3 separate regions of the Mus musculus genome follow, and regions 1 and 2 are each linked to region 3. A link is a contact called in public promoter capture Hi-C data. All regions are on one chromosome and are shown on one strand. Each heading gives the region's core, a stretch centred on a gene start, on an enhancer-like site or on the middle of the called end of the contact. The rest is flanking DNA. Distances are from core to core; before and after follow the strand shown.

Region 1 (2,860 bases), core at 37-2,536, 1.1 Mb after region 3:
CAAGTGTTTATTAACGACTGCTTTCTGATTTATTTAGTACCTGGCATGAACTTTTTAGCAAGCAGTGCATGATTAATAGCTATTTCCATAATATTGATCTCACGGTTATCTCGTCCTTCCTCCCATAATACAGATGGGAAATAGTGTTTTTGGAGGATAGGTCAAGACGGTCAGTAAAGCTGGGCGTGGTAGACCACGCCTATAATCCCAGCAGTTGGGAGGTGCACAGAGGTGGATCAGTTAAAGGTGAGCCAAGGCTACTTAGAGGCCTGTCTGGGGTTCAGGAGGCATTGTCTTAAAATAAAGACCAAACCACAATAGCTTCTTGCAAGGCCTTCCGGGTAATTAAGTGGTGAAGGAGAGTTCCACAGCGGAGCCATCAACTATGTGTGTGTGAGTGAGTGAGTGAGTGAGTGAGTGTGTGTGTGTGTGTGTGTGTGAGCCATCAACTATGTGTGTGTGAGTGAGTGAGTGAGTGAGTGTGTGTGTGTGTGTGTGTGTGTGTGTGTGTGTGTGTGTGTGTGTGTGTCCCACACCTGCGAGCAGTAACAAGCAGCAAAGACCAGCGCTGCTCTCTGGAGAGCTGAGCTGCTGTGCTTAAGGCTTTGGCGATAGCTTCCCGGGATCGCCAATTGCACACAGGTGGTCCGCGCGGCCACAGCTGCTTCCTTCCCCCCAGGACCACGACCTCACCTCCAGCCAATTTGTTCGAGGAATCAGAAAGATTTTTCCAGGGCCCACCTAAGAGTTTTCCGACTTCACAAACACCGCGCGAGGCAGGCGTGGGCTTCCACTCCCGGCTCCCGGAAACCAGAGAGCACTGGGGCGAGGAGCGCCTAAAAGTTTGAAAGAAGACGCGCCCGCCAGGGAGCAAGCGGGGTAGAGGGAAGGACAGTCTAGGCAAGGGAAAGCTAAAGAAGACGGCAGAGTGGAGCGGAGAGGACAGAGGAAAATTGTGCCCTCAACCCCAAAGTTAGTTCGCCGCCCACAAAGCACCTCTCTATTGCGCCTGCGCAACGCTGCCTCTTGGTCACCCCGCCCCTTTGCGCCGCCCGAGGTTTACTCGTCTCTCGGCAACCATTGACCCGAGGAGCCAATCAGAGGGCGGCGTTCGTCCGGCCCCCCGCCGTCAGCGCGGGGCGCAAGGATCCCGCGGGGCCCCGGCCGGCGCGCCCCGCCCTGGCTCCCCCGGGAGGCCGGCCGCGGGGCGGGGGCAGGGGCGGGGAGGCGCGGGGGAGTGGTCAGGCCGGTTAAGATCGGAGGGGGCGGCGGCCGGACCGCTCACTCGCCGCAGCTGTCTAGGGGCCGCAGTCTCCGCTCCGCTCCTGCTGGGGGCTGCCCACGCCAACCACCTGCCTCAGTCACCTCCTCTTCCAACGCCCAGGTGAGTCCACACTCCCCTCCTCCGCAGGTGGGAGGATGCTGCTGCGGTCCTCCGGGGCGGGGGGGGCGGGGGGGGCCGCGCTTTCCCGCTTAGGGTCAGTCCCGGCAGAGCCTGGTGGCATGCCCCGGGGATGGAGGAGAGATGCCAGCAGGTGTCAGGACCCGCCTGGCTCCCGCGTCCCTCACGCAAACTTTCCTCTGTGAAGGAGGCAAACTTTTCGGAGACCGTGGCCGGGCTTTGGCAAACTTGGGCGAGTTCCTGCTGCCCCGGCAGCCGGAGTGTAGGGGGCTCTTTCCCTGCACCTAGTCGGTGCTCCGGCTCTGAGCTGCGCCCCTGTGGCGCGCACACCGAGCCCGGAACCCGGGCGATTTTGAACCCCGCGGTTTTGGCGGCGCAGATGAAGACGCAGCGGTCGGGGCTAAAGCCTGGCCGGCGAGGGGAGGGCAGTTTCCTGGGCTCGGTGCCCGGGATGGCGGCTGAGATCCTTCTCCCTTTGGGACTGTGGACACCCAGCGCGGCCAAATGATCGAAGCTGCGCGTCTCTCGGAAACTTCTCGAGAATTCAGCGGCTGTGAAACCTGGTTCCTCCCCTTTGGGGATCGAAAGTCGCTTACTGCGTAGGCTGAAAGCCATGTAGTCAGTCCGTTGACTCTGATAGCGGTGCTGTCGGTGGCTTAGAGGCGCGGCTCCCGGATCGTCCGGGTCAGGGAACTTCTTTAGCGCAGTTTGCGAGGAGGGTGAGAGCCTTCTCCATAGGAAGAAGTTGAGGAACCTGCAGTACCAGCTGGTAGCCTTTACACCTAGCGCGGGCAGGCTGGAGGGCAGGAGACCGCAAAGTCCTGGAGGGCTGGTGAGGAAATGCCTAGTTGGTTTTTCAAGAACGCAAAACTTCCACCAGCATCGATTGTCATCCCTAGGTGGTCTAGGCCTCTTTTCTCTCCTCTCAACCTTTAATGTGGAGAAACCGTTCAGAGCCCGGACCCAAGTCTTAAGCCCCTCCCTCAATTGAGGATAAAGTGCTTACAACGAAAGATTTAATAGACTTACTGATTTTTTAAGAATAGCTGTGTATGTAATAGTTTGAATTATGACGAGTTTGGTGTTCTGGAAATAAAGTTAAGATGGTCAAATCCTCCTAAATTAGGTCCCCAGCTGCCCCGCTACTCTGGGAAGGAGGGTGACGGTGGCCATTGCTGGCTACAACAACTTCCACTGTAATTTGCTTGGCAAGGCAGCGAGGGAGCCAGAAAGCTAGCCAGGCAGCCAAGAGGGTGGTAGGAAGGCTTACCAAGAATTCTATCTTGCTGGAAGTCACCAGAGGTGTGATTGTTTTTCCACATCTTACCCCGCAGTCGAAGGGTGTGGGGTGAGGAGTAACGAAGAGCCACTTTTCTCTCCCAGCTGCTACAGCTGGACCACCAGTGGTCCTGTCCTCTGCTGGCCTTGTTTGTGGGGATGGAGGGCTTAGTATCTTAG
Region 2 (2,797 bases), core at 261-2,760, 1.1 Mb before region 3:
TTAAAATACAGGGGATGTCCCCAGGTACTGCCTCCAGACTGTCCATTGCTAGCCAGTGTTGGTCATGGCCACGCAGTCTCTGAAGAGCTTAGAGTTGCTGGAGTCACCCAGGCTTCAGGGCTGATGGGTTGGTAGTCACAAGTGAGGCCCATCGTTCAATAATTTATTACTTATCGTCCATCCAGCCTCCTCAGAGCAGATGGGACAACCATCGCGGCCAGTCCAGTGGTTTCAAAGCATCCCAAAGCATCTCTGCTCCTGCAGTTACCCACATCCCCTGAAGCGAGACTCGTGTCTTCCCTCAGGGTCTATCTGAGCAGCTACACTGGCTGGCATTCTGTTACTGGAAGGCCAATAGGGACTGTGCAGAATGGGCCTCTGACCGTTTTCCAGGGCTCGGGAGAGAGTATTCCAGGGATGGTACACCTCTAACTATGCCCTGCTAACACAGTAGACTGGGGCCATGGCACTCTCTCTGGCTGTCTCTATGCATCTCTACCCAGGGAATGCTGCCAGGTCTACACCACCCTGCAAAGTTGAATGAGATCATTTCAAGAGTACTGGTTGTACGCAGGGACCCTAGGGGGATGTTGCTGCTCTTCCAAAATCCCTCCATTTTCCAACCCCTCGTAAAAGAGCACCCACCACTGCCCACCCAGAAGACCCCCCCCCCCGCCAATGCCCAAGAAAAGGACGATCTTCCCCACTCTTTCAATTTTCTCTACTGTCCGTTATTTTCCCAACAAACCACCAGAGCCAGGCGGCGTGTCCGCACACTCTTGGTTGGGGCGCCACCCCAGGCAGCCCTACGGTAGGGATTTCCCTCCCAGAGCCTTGGCCCGGCCGCCGGGTTCCCCAGAGAAGGCAGCGCGAGAAGTGGGTGTGTGTACACAGCAGGATGCAGGGAGCACGGGCCGCCAGGCCCCCAGCCCTCGGAATATTGGGGCCCGCTAGATCCCCGCACCTGGCGCCACCCGCCGGGCGATGCCGCCGAAGATGATGGCTTCTTTCGGGGGAGCATCGCACCGTGTCTCCTCTTCTCATCACCTCTGGTAGCTCAAGCTTCTCTATGTCCTATCCCCCTCCATATGTCCCCTCCCTCTTTGTCTGCTTAGCGCCTCTGAACATCCTGCCCTCTCCTATGGCCCAACTCTATTGCGGTCACCTCCCCGGGGACCCTGGCCCCCTAACCGGCCCGCCGGTTCGGGTCTCACCCAGAACAGCAGGTTGAAGCCGAGCAGCAGATACTTGATGCACCGCAGGCCCCCGCGAAAACGCCCCATGCTGCGACCCCGGCGGCGGGCTCCCGATTCCCCAGGCCCGCGCCGAGCCCCGGGAGCGGCGGGCGCCGGTGGAGGGGCGGGGCGGGTTGGGAGGGGCGTGACCTGTGGGCGTGGTCTGCGGGCGGGGATTTGGTCGCGAGCGGCCAGCTGGCTGTGGCTGGGGCGCCCTGGGGTGGAGATCCCGGTCCCACGCACCCGCTCCGGCCCTTGGAGGTAGCACCACCTTCGTCCACGCTGGTGGGCTTGGGCTCCTGTAGCTATCCGAGCATATGTGCGCCCACCCGGAACGCGGGGTCCATTTAATCAGTGCCGGGTGCCCAGACTCCCTTGAGGCCCTCGATGATGGTTGAAGTTATCCTGCGTGTCTATGGAAACCTAGGGAGGTGACTTCAGATGGTAAAGCTAATAGGATCGGTGAAGCCGGTAGAGACTCTGTGGTGAGGCGCCAGGCAGAGTGTCCAGGGCTGCAGTTAAGCAGAGTCCTGCAAGCGCCCAGGCCGCGGGCGGAGGCCGCTGCTGGGGACCCTCCCTCCTGCCGCTGCGTTCCTAGAGGACTGTTACCTTAATAGGCAAGAACTGGGAGTAGGCGCGCCAGGCGGAGGCCCTGGGCCCTGACACTGCTTCCCACCCTGCCCAGTCCAGCCCACCAGATCAGGGAAAGGGAGTCAGACCTCTCACTCACATCCTGCTAGGTTTGATAGATCGGGGGCCTTGAAAGAAGTCCAGATTCTTAGGGTCTAGACTGAGATGTGTAGATCAGGGAAAGGGAGCGAGTTCTGTTTTGCTTTGTTTTTATTAAGCTAGGCGACTGGTGAAGAATCGGGCATTCACTTCAGTTGACTAAGTGTCTACAATATGTGGTGTCAGACGGCACGGGGGAGACAGGAAAGTGTAAAATCAGGGAGCTTGTGCATTAATTTAGCAACACTCTAAGTGCCAATTATAGGCCAGGCATAGTAGCAAGCCCTGGGGACACCAGAAGAATGCCAGGCTTGCTATCACATCTTTACTGGAGGGCACAGATCTGTAAGCAAATTTTTGGAACAAGGTGAGGTGGGTGGGCTAGGAGCTGGGCAAGAGACTGCTTCTGCCTTGACTAAGGAAGGCTTTTCAAGAAGACTGGACCTGATCCTAATTTGTAAAATAGGTGTCAGTAGCTGGGCAGTGGTTGTTCACGCCTTTAATCCCAGCTCTTGGGAGGCAGAGGCAGGCAGATTTCTGAGTTTGAGGCCAGCCTGGTCTACAGAGTGAGTTCCAGGATAGCCAGGGCTATACAGAGAAACCCTGTCTCAAAAAACCAAAACCAAACAAACAAAAAGGTGCCAGTAGAGAGAGCAGGGGGTCAGGGGAGGAAGCAGAGGAAGTACAACCTAGCCTGGGAGCAGGAGTCAGAGAGATGGCCAAGGTGAGGGGAGTCAGGAGCTCACCAGAACAAATCACAGAGGGCAGGCACTTGACTAATGTGACACATTACCCCATTATCTTGGGGCCTCTCTTTCCCATCTCAGTATGGA
Region 3 (2,913 bases), core at 338-2,837:
GCGTCTTGACCTATCAGACTTATCTTGATGAGTGAGTGGATGAGTAAGGAGGACCACAGCCCAAGCATGTGCTTTCTGTATTTTAGTTGTTGTGTTTTCCCATTTAGATCAGAGCCTATAGGCAATTCATCTTAAAGTAAGGTCTTCAGCAAGCAAAGCCTGCTGCACAGTGGCAGTGATCTGCCATGCACAGGAATGCACTTTCTTAAGTCTAGCTAACACTCTGTGACCTCCAGTTGAACTAACAGGGCTGGTACTGGTACTCTGGATTTGAAGGGTCTTTCCCCAGAATCGTGATTTTAAATTTTGCTTATAGTTTCCTCTTCTCTCTAAGCCCCAAACTGATTTAATCAAGTTCTGTAGATCACTGGAAGAGATAAAGGCTGCCTTCTGCTATAAGCAACAGTTGTATAAGCAACCGTTGTTTCTAAGAAGTACTGAGAATTGCTCTATGGAGGAACTGATAACACAGTGCCTAGATGTTTGGGTGTTTCTCCTTCCCTTACCCTCTGCCCACCCCCACCTATTTTTTGCAAGCTCTACATCCTACAAAGCATTGACACTTGAAGTTGATAGGTCTATATCTAAGAAGTTAGTGTTTTCCTTACTTCTAGGTATTTTCAGAGATGGAAATCGAGTTTCTCTTCTGAATCCTAAGCTTTCCCAGACTGCTTGCTTTCCTGAGATTGGTAAGAACAACAACAAATACTTTGTTGTTTCTGATGTTAAGTTTCAGCCATCACAGCGCCTGCTTAGCCACTGAAACTAGAAGCCCCGCCCTGCAACTCTGCCAGGCCAAGAGTGGGATGCGACTGGCTGGAAGTGAGTCTGATGAGACCCTCAAGGTAACCACGGATGCTGTGGATGCTGTTCTTCAAAATGCTTGAGCCACCTCTTTTACTAAAGATGGGTGTTCTTTTGGGTTTTAGGTTTCTCTGCCATAAAAAGGAGAAACTCTCCAACAAACAGTTTAATCCCCCCTCCTCTTTTGCAAGATTTCATTCATACAGTGCTGTGAATGAATTTCTTACTGACTTTTTTTTTTTATATAGTCATTTGGGGGTCATAAGGGAAGGGAAATGTAAGTGATGCGCGCACGCGCGCGTGTGTATATGTCCTGAAGCATTTCTCTAGTGGTGGAGTGAGAGGACCCCAGGACGAAGGAATCAAAGGGAAAGCACCATCCGCCGCCGCCGAAGGATGCCGGCCTGGATTCTGCAGAGAGGAATCCCTCGGAGTCGTGCAGCTGCTGTCCAACCCCGGCCCCTCGAGACCCCAGAAAAGCTACGCTGAGCAAGTAGACTAGCCCCGACTGCGCCGCACCCACTGTGGACCTTCCGCACCCTACTCCGCAGGCTGCTCACTCAAGTCCCCAGTGTTCTGCAGGCGGGAGCGCTCCGTAGCCCTTGAGAGACCCAGACACCCGCGTCCTGGGCACCGGCGCCCTCCTGCCGGGAGCCCAGGGCAGGCAGTCGCTAGCGCGGTCTGGGCCCGGCTGGGAGGGGTTAGAGGCGGAGGCGGAGCTAGCTGGAGCCGGTGTCAGGTTGCTCCGGTAACGGTGACGTGCACGCGTGGGCGGAGCCATCACGCAGGTTGCATATTTTAGGAAGTGAGGAGGAGGCACGGGCTCGAGCTGCGGCTGGGTCTGGGGCGCGGAGCCTCGGCGGGAGGAGGCGGACACGTGGCAGCGGCGGCAGCAGCGGCGGCAGCAGCGGCGGCCTCGGTCCGGGGCGCCGGCCGTCCTCCCTCTTTCCTCCCGCGGCAGCCCTAGTTCCCGCCTCTCGGCTCCCCCGGCTCCGCTCTCCCGGCCGGGAGCTGCTCTCTTCTCTTTCTAGTCTCCAGCAACAGGACCCGGCGCGGGGCCCGCAGCGCCGCCACCATGGGGAAGGGGGTGAGTGTCTGGCGAGCCCGGGCCCCGGGCGGGGGCGCGGGAGGAAGCGGCTTAGAGACCGGGCTCTCGGCAATGGAGGGGCGGGTGCTGAGCGCGGGCAGCGGCCCGGGAGGAGGAGCACCCGGGGCGGCATCTCTGAGCCGGGCGCCTGCCCTGCCTGAGCCCTCTGGTCGCCTTCACCGCGCGCCTTGCGCTTCCTTTCTCCCTCCTCCCACCGTGCCCAGGGGAAGGAGCGCTCCTCCCCTTCCCCCGGGGAGCTCCGACAGGGCCCCCTCGCGGTGGCGGTCCTCGCCGCGGCCCGGCGCCGGCGAGGGCAGCCTCCGGGTCGAGACTCCCTTCTCCTGGAGGCGCTGGGGCTCGGCCAGCTCCCCGCAGAGGCGACCGCCCTCCCCCAAAGGAAAAAAACTGGCTTCCCCTTAGGCCGAACCAGCCCAGCGAAGCTGGTGCCAGAAAGGGTGTGACTTCACAGCCCAAAGATAGCCTTTAAGGTATACTTTTGAGAGCTTTAAAATGGGCCACTGTCCATAACAGGATGTGCCTTTGGTAACTGGTGTTATCGTCTTAACGACGGGGAGGGGTGTGTTGTTTTATGTCGGAGCACAATTCTTAAATGGGGCCAGGCTGACCCTTCAGGGCCGCAGGGTACTGTCAATCTAACAAAGGACTGGAGACTGGGCAGTTGATGGTGTTAGAAAAGCCATGCGGGTTTCCTGCACTGCTGTCTCACCCGAGAGCGGTTCCCGAAGAGAATGAGGGAATCGGGCACGAACAACACTGAGTTCCCACCTCGGTTACTGCTGTCCACCTCGGAAGAGTTAGTTCTTGACCTCAAAGTAGCAGATTAAAAACTTAAAAAAATAACCCTGAAAATATCAGTTCCTAGCTTGAAAAAGCACCAGTCATGAGAATACAGGTGGGAGAGTCCATTCCACCCTTTTCAGGGCTGACCAAGCAGACAAGCTGTAGACACTGCAGGTCCTAAGGCACCCGGGTATATACTGGATGGAGCCAGAGGGAAGCAC

Evidence for each region. Promoter capture Hi-C pulls out the DNA fragments that hold promoters and counts their contacts.
Region 1: a promoter capture Hi-C map of pre-B cells shows a contact between it and region 3, with 4 times the contacts expected there. The contact joins the promoter of Tent5c here to the promoter of Atp1a1 in region 3. A contact is called at or near these places in 3 of 39 promoter capture datasets (liver, neutrophils and pre-B cells), 4 of 484 Hi-C or Micro-C datasets (CD4 T cells, embryonic stem cells, natural killer cells and 1 more), 1 of 115 datasets of contacts at active chromatin or transcription factors (thymic regulatory T cells) and 2 of 9 other capture datasets (adipose tissue and liver).
Region 2: a promoter capture Hi-C map of second pharyngeal arch cranial neural crest shows a contact between it and region 3. The contact joins the promoter of Tspan2 here to the promoter of Atp1a1 in region 3. A contact is called at or near these places in 6 of 39 promoter capture datasets (the C10 cell line, cranial neural crest, embryonic stem cells and 3 more) and 2 of 115 datasets of contacts at active chromatin or transcription factors (large pre-B cells and pancreatic cancer cells).

What each region holds. Positions count from the first base shown.
Region 1 is chr3:100,487,618-100,490,477 of GRCm38.p6, reverse strand. Tent5c (terminal nucleotidyltransferase 5C) reads left to right here and starts at 1,286. Exons shown (of 2, transcript NM_001142952.1): 1 at 1,286-1,384.
Region 2 is chr3:102,733,483-102,736,279 of GRCm38.p6, reverse strand. It overlaps Tspan2 (tetraspanin 2), which reads right to left and starts at 1,510. Exons shown (of 8, transcript NM_027533.3): 1 at 1,215-1,510. The coding sequence starts at 1,283. Tspan2os (tetraspanin 2, opposite strand) reads left to right here and starts at 863. Exons shown (of 4, transcript NR_040588.1): 1 at 863-1,052.
Region 3 is chr3:101,603,381-101,606,293 of GRCm38.p6, reverse strand. It overlaps Atp1a1 (ATPase, Na+/K+ transporting, alpha 1 polypeptide), which reads left to right and starts at 1,587. Exons shown (of 23, transcript NM_144900.2): 1 at 1,587-1,891. The coding sequence starts at 1,880.